Regions from separate parts of the Mus musculus genome. Here regions 2 and 3 are each linked to region 1. The links are chromatin contacts, called in public HiChIP or PLAC-seq and promoter capture Hi-C maps. All regions are on one chromosome and are shown on one strand. The core of a region is the stretch at or near the end of the contact, and the rest is flanking DNA. Distances in the headings are between cores, read along the strand shown. Region 1 holds the start of Map3k5 (mitogen-activated protein kinase kinase kinase 5). Region 2 holds the start of Il20ra (interleukin 20 receptor, alpha). Region 3 holds the start of Map7 (microtubule-associated protein 7).

Evidence for each region. HiChIP or PLAC-seq counts read pairs in DNA pulled down with a chosen protein or histone mark. Capture Hi-C pulls out chosen DNA fragments and counts their contacts.
Region 2: a contact with region 1 is called in an H3K4me3 HiChIP or PLAC-seq map of embryonic stem cells, with 3 times the contacts expected there. The contact joins the promoter of Il20ra here to the promoter of Map3k5 in region 1. A contact is called at or near these places in 2 of 39 promoter capture datasets (embryonic stem cells and stem cell-derived epiblast-like cells), 1 of 15 datasets of contacts at CTCF or cohesin (large pre-B cells), 3 of 484 Hi-C or Micro-C datasets (all in embryonic stem cells), 9 of 115 datasets of contacts at active chromatin or transcription factors (bone marrow-derived macrophages, embryonic stem cells, large pre-B cells and 2 more) and 1 of 9 other capture datasets (embryonic stem cells).
Region 3: a promoter capture Hi-C map of adipose tissue shows a contact between it and region 1. The contact joins the promoter of Map7 here to the promoter of Map3k5 in region 1. A contact is called at or near these places in 10 of 39 promoter capture datasets (the C10 cell line, the HPC-7 cell line, the SN4741 cell line and 7 more), 3 of 484 Hi-C or Micro-C datasets (the N1E-115 cell line, cerebral cortex and embryonic stem cells), 6 of 115 datasets of contacts at active chromatin or transcription factors (the 230-238 cell line, astrocytes, embryonic stem cells and 3 more) and 1 of 9 other capture datasets (adipose tissue).

The regions. Positions count from the first base shown.
Region 1 is chr10:19,933,184-19,936,520 of GRCm38.p6, forward strand. Map3k5 (mitogen-activated protein kinase kinase kinase 5) reads left to right here and starts at 1,343. Exons shown (of 30, transcript NM_008580.4): 1 at 1,343-1,891. The coding sequence starts at 1,423.
Region 2 is chr10:19,710,849-19,713,893 of GRCm38.p6, forward strand. It overlaps Il20ra (interleukin 20 receptor, alpha), which reads left to right and starts at 1,739. Exons shown (of 7, transcript NM_172786.2): 1 at 1,739-1,882. The coding sequence starts at 1,786. The region is part of intron 1 of Gm33332 (a long non-coding RNA gene); the gene reads right to left.
Region 3 is chr10:20,169,417-20,172,522 of GRCm38.p6, forward strand. It overlaps Map7 (microtubule-associated protein 7), which reads left to right and starts at 1,606. Exons shown (of 18, transcript NM_001358787.1): 1 at 1,606-1,905. The coding sequence starts at 1,773. Gm51795 (a long non-coding RNA gene) reads right to left here. Exons shown (of 2, transcript XR_003948992.1): 2 at 1,829-3,106.

The DNA.
Region 1 (3,337 bases), core at 93-2,592:
TGACATGACCTACAGCATTCTGGGAGAGTTCTCTGGGAATTTACACATCTGGTTTTGCTTCCCAAAATAAGCGGGAGCTTTTTGATCACACTAAAGCAATCAAGCCTTTTCATTTGTGTATGGTTCAGTTTTAAAAAATGAAATAAGTTAACTTCTCTCTTTCAACTCTGAATGATAATTTTCCCATGCATTTTCTATCTTAGGTATCTGGCATTTTGAGGAAGGGGTGACTTTAAGATGATATATGAGAGTATTAAGTCATTCGGCAATGGAGCCAATCAATTACTCATTAACGATAACAGCGTAAGCAACTGGAAATTTTACAATGAAAAGTACCAGCGGCTGCCACGATAAATTTAGCCGACCACTTCTAAATTTAGCGCCCCTGTCACTTATAAACCACTTTCCATTTGAGGCCTGGGCTGTAGGGCGCTTGTTGGATCCTCCCGCCTCTCGGCACGCGTGTTGCCACGGTGCATCCAGCGCCACGCGCTGCCCACGAGCGGACCAGAACGAGCGAGGCGCGGTGGCTGCGCCCAGCGCTGCAAACGCCTGGCGGGCTGACCGGGACAGTGCGGGTTAGAGACTCTTCTTTTGCGCCGTCCCGCAGCGAGGCGCGCACAGGGTTTCAGCCCTCTTTCCCAGTTCTCTGAGGTCCCGGAGCAGTGGGTTCGGTCCAGGCTGCAGCTTCCCAGCAGCGCCCTCCTCAGGGGCGGGCCCTGGCTCTCTGTGCTGCAACGAGTGGGCGGCCACAGGCGGGTAGCCGAGAGGACGGGCGGCTGCGAGACGGTCGCTGGGACTCGGAGGGCGCGGCGAACCGGTGAAAGAGGAAGGGAAGGAAGGAAGGAGGAGGTGGTGGTGGAGGAGACGGAGTCGGTGCAAGGGAGCTGTTGCGGAGCAGAGAGGCGGATCCTTTCGGGAGCGGCCACGGAGGTTCCGGGACGCGGCTCGGGGTAGCCCGCCCACCGCGCGTAAGGTGTTCTCCAGGTAGCGCCGGCACCCAGAGGGCGCCCTCGCCCGGCCCGCGCTCGGCAGGCGACAGCTCGCGGCTCCCCGAGCGCGGCGCCCTTGAGCCGGGCTGCGCAGGTTGGCCGCCGACTCGTCCGCCCGCCAAGAGGAGGAAGCTCTGTCCCTTCCCGCTCGCCGCGGCCGGCGTCCCCACCCCGTGGACTCTCCACCCTGCAGCGGGCGAGCGGCGTGGCCACGGAGGCGCCGAGGAGGGGCGAGCCGCCGCCGGGCAGCGGCGTGGCCCCGGGGGACAGGGCGCCCGAGCGGAGGCGGCGGCGGGGCGGTGAAGGCGCGGCGCGCGATGGCAGCTGCCTAGCCCGGCGCGCGCGGAGCAGCCCGGAGCTGTGGCTAGCCAGACGGTGCGTCTGGGCTGGGGACTCCGGGGTCGCCGCCGTGGCAGCCCGGCAGGCAGAGATGGGCACCGAAGCCGGCGAGGGCATCACTTTCTCCGTGCCGCCCTTTGCGTCCGTGGGCTTTTGCACCATCCCGGAGGGCGGCAGCTGCCGGAGGGGAGGAGGAGCGGCGACGGCGGCGGAGGGAGAGCCGAGCCTGCAGCCCTTGCTTGTGCCGCCGCCGCCGCCACCGCCGGGCAGTTTCTGGAACGTGGAGAGCGCGGCGGCTCCCGGCACCAGCTGCCCTACCACCGCCCCCGGGAGCAGCGCCACCCGAGGCCGGGGCAACTCTGGCAGCGGGGGCGGCCGGCGTACCACCGTGGCTTATGTGATCAATGAGGCGAGCCAGGGGCAGCTGGTGGTGGCGGAGAGCGAGGCCCTGCAGAGCCTGCGGGAGGCGTGCGAGGCGGTGGGCGCCACCCTGGAGACCCTGCATTTCGGGAAGCTGGACTTCGGGGAAACCGCCGTGCTGGACCGTTTTTACAACGCAGGTGAGTGGCAGCTCGGCTCGTTGCTTTGCCCAGCCGGTTTCTCCTGGCTGTCTTGGTTGGGGGGGGGGGGGGATTTTTGTTTTGTTTTGTTTTTCGTGGGCGGGAAGCAAGCTTCCTATTTACATCACGCCTCACCTTGAGAGCGGCAAGAGTGGTTGCAGGACTATTCAGGCCGGCCGCTCCTAGTTGAGGGTGTGCTGGTGCAAGTGACTGTATTTGTGCGGGAGATCCTCCGCTGATTTATTCATTATCCGGCAGCGAAGACCCTGGGTCCAAGTACAAGGCTCGGAAAAACACTTCCTCCCACCATTGCGAATAATTGCTTCAATCACTTCTCTTCAGTTAGGAGGTGGGTAGGTTTTGCTTTTGCAAACACACACCTGTGGCCCACTGAAGTGATGTTCTGTTCTCTGTGCAGTCTTGGGAGTACAGAAATGCCCTTATGCTAAGCAGCCAGCTGTGTGCAGAGTTTCGTTTGAGTTTTCAAAGCGCGGCCTGACCTTCCCCAACTCATTTCACCTTCGAGTTTTGGTGGCTTCAATTTCCCATTCTCTTACTACTTTGAACGGTCAAATAACTATATGTTGGAGTAAAAGCACCGTGAAACACACCAAATGTGTGTGATCTTTGTTAGAATCTTGCCCAAAGAACCAGTTTTTTTTGTTTTGTTTTTTGTTTGTTTGTTTGTTTTTTTAAAAAATTACCTCAGATACTGTGGTGAGTGGAAGAGTTTATAATTTGGCATGGTTTAAAGAGTTCCCATGCAATTTTAATGACAGATTCGGTTGACTATTAAAGTGATTGTTAATGTAATCCACCGGAATGTCTCCCTTTTAGTCCATTTCAGATTTCAAAAACTGTTAAGAGAGTTCTGATGACTAAAGCAATTAGCCAGCCGTCTGTCAGCAAATGTTAGGAATGGTTGTGTGCTACTGAAATCCAATGGGATCAAGTAAATAGACATGCTAATTTTTATAATCGTGGTGGTGGGAAGCCTGGTTTTTGTCTTCAAACACAGTGAGCTTCTCCCATTTGTGATCACAAGGTTTTGTACTTCAATCTAATTCTCTTACAGCCTCTTTAAAACACCTGAAGGAGGCTTATGTCTGCTTTGGAATTCAGCCAAAGCTGAATATTTTAAGAACAAGAAGAACTTCATGTTAAGAAAGCCAGACTAAATAAACTGAGACTTTCTGGTTTGGGTATTTTTTAAACAGTCTGTCTTCATAACTGAACATGAATTTAATATATTATAGCTTGGTTCTTGGGGTGGCTAGTTATAAAAATTACATAAACATAACTTTTCTAAAAATTATAGCACTCTTATTTTTGGATTATAATTTGGAAGACGCTTCAAAGAACCAAATGATATGAGAGGAAAAAAGCCAAATAGGAACTTGAGCTTATTTTTATTGCAATGATAGAGTAGGCTTATTTTTCCTAGGA
Region 2 (3,045 bases), core at 489-2,988, 220 kb before region 1:
TAATTCTCAGATCTCTGGAGGATACACTCGAGTTTATTTAACCTGGGAAGGACTGTTTCTTTACCTGGAATTAACAGATATGCTTGGAAGTTAGAACGTAAGAGTACAAAGGAAAAAAAAATACTAAAAGATGTTAAAGAAGTGCCCTAAGGCGAGCTCTGGGTAACAGGTTTAAAATAAGATGTGAAACTCTCCTCTCCAGCGCATGGGAAACATCACTGAGTTCGAACCTAGGAAGTCCCAGGGCCAAACTCAGCCTTCGCAGAGACATAAGGGATCTGTTACTATAGAAAGATCAGTCCTTGCAAGTGAACCTTGGATTGGCTACCCATGAGTACTATCAGAAAGAACACCAGAGAGGGCAGGGTCTGGCTGTCTTCCAATCTCTAGCCTAAGAGAACAGGCTGTAGACTATCTCCCAAGAAATATGTGTGTAAGTTGAAAAAGCAAGGTAGCTGTCTGCTTGAGCTAGCTCCTTTAAGGCTATGAATGAGTCATATTTAAACAGAAATGCATACATGTCCTAACATTGATATAAAAAGAATATGTTGCTATCATACTGTCTTCTTACTTTTTTCAGGGATTACATATGAATCAGTAAGAGCCCAGTTTGTGCAGGAAAGGAAAGAAACATGACAGTTAACAGGCAGATGTCAGAGAACCGATCACTGAGAAAAGAAGTCGAAGTTTGAAACTAGTAGCTACTGATTGCAGTTTCCACTCCTAAGGCTGGAGAAACAAAAGGAAGACATGACTACACAGAAGATAAAGGAATTTCACTAAATGGAGATTTGGACCCATGAGAATTGGGTCCAGCCAGCGAGGCAAATTCTTCGTGTATCTGAAGAAGCTGGAAACTAGGACAGCTAACAGGTCCTGTCCCTCCTCCTCCAGGGCCCCCTACCGGTGTGAACTAGAAGCACAACTGAATAGCAGGGTCTGCTTTAACCCTCCAGAAGCCTTCAAATCCAATCCAAGACTCTTAGGACTCTTTGAGCCGGAAAAAAAACAGGAGTGAAAACAGGAGTGTAAGGCATTCTAAAAACGGCTGCATCTCTGACTGCCTCCACCACAAAAGGGGTTCTTTGTTCGTCTGTTTTGTTTTCTTTTAGTTATTGAGACTCTTCTAGATGTCTGTTGATTCAATTTTAGGGCTATTTCTCTTTATTTGTGCATTTGCAACAGGAGTCTATGGAGGAAAGAGAGAGTCTGCCTGAAGTACATGGTTAATTTGTTTCTTTTCGCATTGTGTTTAATGTTTACAGCTACCTAGAAAGGAGGAGCCCTGAGGTCTGCTTGCACATCTCTGTCACAGTGTTCCCTGGCTTTTCCTTTCTTTCTCTTAGCTGGGGGATGGCCCTCTCCCATTTGGGAGACTTCTATTGTGTTTTGAGGTTGCATCTGCTCTTCTGTAAAATGCAAAGATACCTGACTTCGGGGTGTGGGGAGGAAATCTCGACTAGGGTAAGCAGCATGCCTAACAGTAAGTTGAGAAATATGTACCTATTTCACCCTTCCAGCTTCTTCCGGGATGAAACCTGACATTTCAAGTGAATGATAAGACTCTGCTGTACTGAGTCAGAGCTCATCGGCTTCTCCATCACCCCCTGAAGCCTGTGTGGACTCAGAACTGAAACCCAGACAGCCACCCTCGCGTGGACTCCCTGCAGGGGGAGCTGGTTGTGCACAGCAGACTCTGGGCTCCATCGCCCGGGTCTCGCTGTTGCAGAGGAGCCCCGGGGAGGCCACGCCGCGTTCCCGAGATGTGACCCGAACTGACAGCCCATGCACACTCCCGGGACCCCGGCGCCGGGCCACCCGGACCCGCCGCCACTGTTGCTGCTCACGCTGCTTCTGCTGCTGGCCGCTTCGGGACGCGCAGGTAGGAGAGTCGCTCCTCTCGGCAAGGGCTACCTGGCAGGAGCCTGAAAGGGTCCACGCCGGGCTCCAGCTTGCTGAATCCGAGCTGGGGTTGGGGGGTACAGGGGTGGTAGTAGCCCTCCTGAGTGGCCCAAAACTTGTACCTCGAAACTGGTGACAGTGATGGCAAGGGGCGGCTCGCACTAAAACCTTGGCAAGTCCAAGATTCATAGCCTGTGGGAGCTTGGATCAGAGTTTGGAAAAGCCAAATCAGCCCCAAAAGGGTAAGCCACATCCCGTTTTCCTGGCAATCCTGACGTGTGCGTATACGTACTTCTGAGAAATAACAAAGCATAAAACAGTAAGACATAAAGCACTAGAAGGATTTTCTCTGTTGTTTTAAAGTTTAAACCGTAACCGCTGGAATTCAGAAAGCCAAGCTGATTCACTTTTTAAAAGTTTCTTTTTCTTTCTTTTTTTTTCCTTCTTTCTGTTTTTCTGCCATATAAAAACATACTCTTTAAAAAGCAAGGTATCTCAGCAAGGTATCTCACGGTTTCAATTAAAGACAACAGCCACAAAGCTTCCCAAAATATCAATTGTAATTTTATAAAATTGATTCAAGCACCTGTGCTCCAGCCTGGAAAAACCAGCGAGTGGGGAAAAAAAGTGAGACCTCAATCAGAGAAAACATGATGCTCACTACCTTTCAGAGGCCGGAAGCATGCACGCTGGCCTTGGAGCGGTTTCTGAACCGTGTAGTCTATACAAGAAGATTATTTTCTAAGTTCTAAATTTATGCAAGTATATGGTTATATTTTAATAATCCAAGATAAGCCAAATGTGAAAAGGCTTATTCAAATATCCCTGATATGAATTCATTTTCTGTTTTTAAAGCACAGTTGAAGTTTATTATAAAAGGTCTAGACAGAGATTTAAGTATGGTCATCAAGGGGGATGAGAGACAAGCATATGTATACACACATATACACACACATATACATATACATCTATATGAATGATTACGGGAAGATCTCTGCATACAGTGAGTGCAATAGAGCTACCATACTGAACTTGCTTGGTGTTAATGTGAGAAATAAAACTTGCTCACTAACTGGGCAAAATGATATTAGAAGGCAGCAATACTCCTAACTTAACAGCAAAATCTAAAGCAAACACACGCAC
Region 3 (3,106 bases), core at 356-2,855, 240 kb after region 1:
GAGAAAACTGGGCCACTAAGAAGAGTAAAGTACACTAGCCGAAGTTTGTTTCATACAAAAGACATGTTAGCTTACAGGCGATGCCACTAGACTCCTTCAGGGACCTAGCAATGACTCACTTCATCACCTGCTCCCAAGTGCAGGTGGCTCACCAGGTGACTTTTATAAAAAGGACTTTTTGATTTCCCAGCCAGTCTGCTGGCATCTCTTCCTGTCATCCTCTGTCCCCCACTTCTCTGCCCTCATGACTTTCCTCTAGTCTGTCTGCCTCCACCCCTTCTCCAGATCCTTACTCCCCTCCCTTCCCCCAAAGGCCTGTTACATGGTGTGATTTCTCAGGGGGCACCTTGGCATGGGACCCCAGGTCCCACACATATGCGGAGTTAGAATCTTTGACAGTGTGTAGGAGAGTCGTTTAGGGGGAAGGATTGCCTTTGACATTAGATTTAATTTGGATTAAAGGCCAAAAGAAAATAACTTTTTTTTCCTTCATTTAGCAATTAGCATTTTTGAATTGTTATTTGTTGCTATAAAAACTATTGATTAAAAAAAAATTACTGTACAAATTTGAAGCAACATAAAAATGGAAAGTCTTAAAATGAGCAAACTTACTTCAGAACGAAACAAAAATCATACGGCGGCTGCATGCTTCTGAGAGAATAGTCCTAAAGAACCGAAACTGGGTGACTAGCCGAGACCTGTTTGGCAGACGCCCGGGCATTGGGATAAGGAGAGCTGTCATGCAGTGGCAGGCAGCTGGGACTCCCCTCTTTGGCTTTGTCTCTGTCCTTTCAGCCTGACTTTCAGAGAAAGTGTTTTTAGTTGAAAGAGGCAGTCTCCAATTTCTGGTCTCCTTGGAGGGTTTCGGTATTGTGCTGGTGGGCCTCATGAACGAAGCGAACAGTGTATCTTGAGAGAGTTTATACATGAGTTGAGAACACATTGAAAATGAATTCGAAGCCCCATACATCAGGACAGATGCCACCAAGGCTCAGCCTATACAAACATGGGTGTTTGTGTCAGGAGAGTGAGGCAGCGGCGGCGGGATGCCTGCCTTATCTTTACTTACTGTAATAGACCACGAGGGAGGGGGAGAAGGAAACCCCTCTCCTGTCCTGAAGAATTAGCTGCTGCTCCTGCAGACGAACCCGTTTCTCCTGCTCCACCATTCCGCCGCTCAGCTCTGCCACCCAGAGGAGGAGGGAGCTGCCCTGTGCAGCTAAGCCTCTGCTGGTGGGTTCTGAGGACTGCATCCCAGGGCAGCTGGAACTGCTCCCAGCCTCCTTCATTAGGCTATGTCAGGGTTGTCAGGGCAACTGTTCACAGCAGGCATCATGTCATCTTTTGCCCTCCGCTGCATGCTGAATGTTTTGCTGTGCGGTAGCAAAAAGAAGACTGGGAAAGCTGGCTCTGATTGACCAAGGCTAGGCAGTCCAAGGGAGGCATCGGAACCTGCGTGCCTTTAATAGAGGCCTTCTGAAATGGGTGTGTGCGCGCGTGCGCGTGTGTGCATGTGCGAGAGTGTTTACTCACCAGCGCCTGTGCCTATTGGGGGGAATAAGTGGGAGGGGGCTGCTGCTAGGTGAGGGGCAGCAGCAGGACCTCAGTTGCCAAGTAGCTGGTAGTATCTGTCAGCTGTTCTCACTGTTTACCCATAGGGGATCTATTACAAGTGCTCAAATGAACAGGCAGCTTAGGAGCTAGCAGCTTCTGGGAGCTGCAATTACATAAGCATATATATTTAATATAATTGCCGAACAAGTAGCAGCGTTATGCCTGGGTCAGCTACAGCGATCCGACAAGAGAGACTGAAGAAGACTCCTGCAAGGACAATTCCCCTTGCTCTATTCACCATTAATGAGGAAGATGAGCTGCAGAAGAGTGGAAATGCCAGAAGACCCAAAGGTATGCATCAGCCCTACCCCTCACTGGAGCCGGATCCAGCACTGTTCTTACATTGATTATCGCACGGGTTCCGAACTGCACGCGCAATGCCTGCTTCTCGAGTATTCGTGACCTAACACAGCTTGCTGGTCACGCTCGCACACCCTCGGGGTATGGAGTCTGATGGAGTGGAAATAAATTTTGTAGGTTTGGTCTATTTCAGGTCAGCTTACTTTTTAAGACCCAAACTATTTTCCTAGTATAAAGGTCTTTAATATTCACTCCTTCATTTAAACAGGGGCCAGTGACTCTGACCTCGTGGGGGAATAAATTTGGCTTCAAGGGGTTTAAAGGAACAGTACCCTCACTTTCCTGTAGCCACGTCGGATCATTTCTGTTTACTTCAGTGAAATGAGCTTCTCTGTAAAAAGGACGGATTAGGTAAAGTGATTTTTTTTCCAGAGCTCCCTCCCCACGGGCAGAAGATGAGCATGCTTCCAGGTTCCTTCTACTCAGATGCTGAGGGAGAAGGAAGGCAGGCAGGCAAACTTGGGCAGCCAGGGAGAGGGAGCAGCATGAGGTCTCGCTTCTGACTGCTGCTGCTGAGTACTCTGTGCCACTTCAGACATGCTGGCTACAGAACACAGAGGTCTGAGCCTTGAGTGTCCCCTTGTGCTGATGACATGGCAGCAGCTGCTCAGGCTTCAATCCCATGGATGTCCTTCCGAGGTGTTGTCTCATAGCCACTCTCATGCATCTTTGAAGAAGGGCTTTTAGGATTGCACTTAAATTTTCCAGCATCCTGTAGGCGTCTTCCTGCAAGCTGTTCTCTCTAGCAGAAGAGGTACCTATCTGTTTATTTTTATGAGCTGTTTGGGTCTTATATTCTGTCACTGGCAAATTTTCTATCACCGACATTATCAAATTTTCCATAGTGTGGCTCTAGCCACTGACGCTTTGTTCCTAGCTCCAAAATGAACCATGTTGCTTTTGCTAAATATAATGGAAACTGTGTACTTTAAACCCAAAAGTAAGTTTTTCTTCCATTCTTGAAAAGAGTATTATCACTGCAGATGATTTCTGTTTGTTGTCGGGGTTTCTGTCGGAATGCCCAGTGACCTCAGAAACTCAGTGTTGCTGTAGAGGGGGGATATTTCTTCAGTTGCTCATGGGTTGACAGCTGAGTCCGAGCAGGCTGCTCTCAGTGAGACCCCTCCAAGGT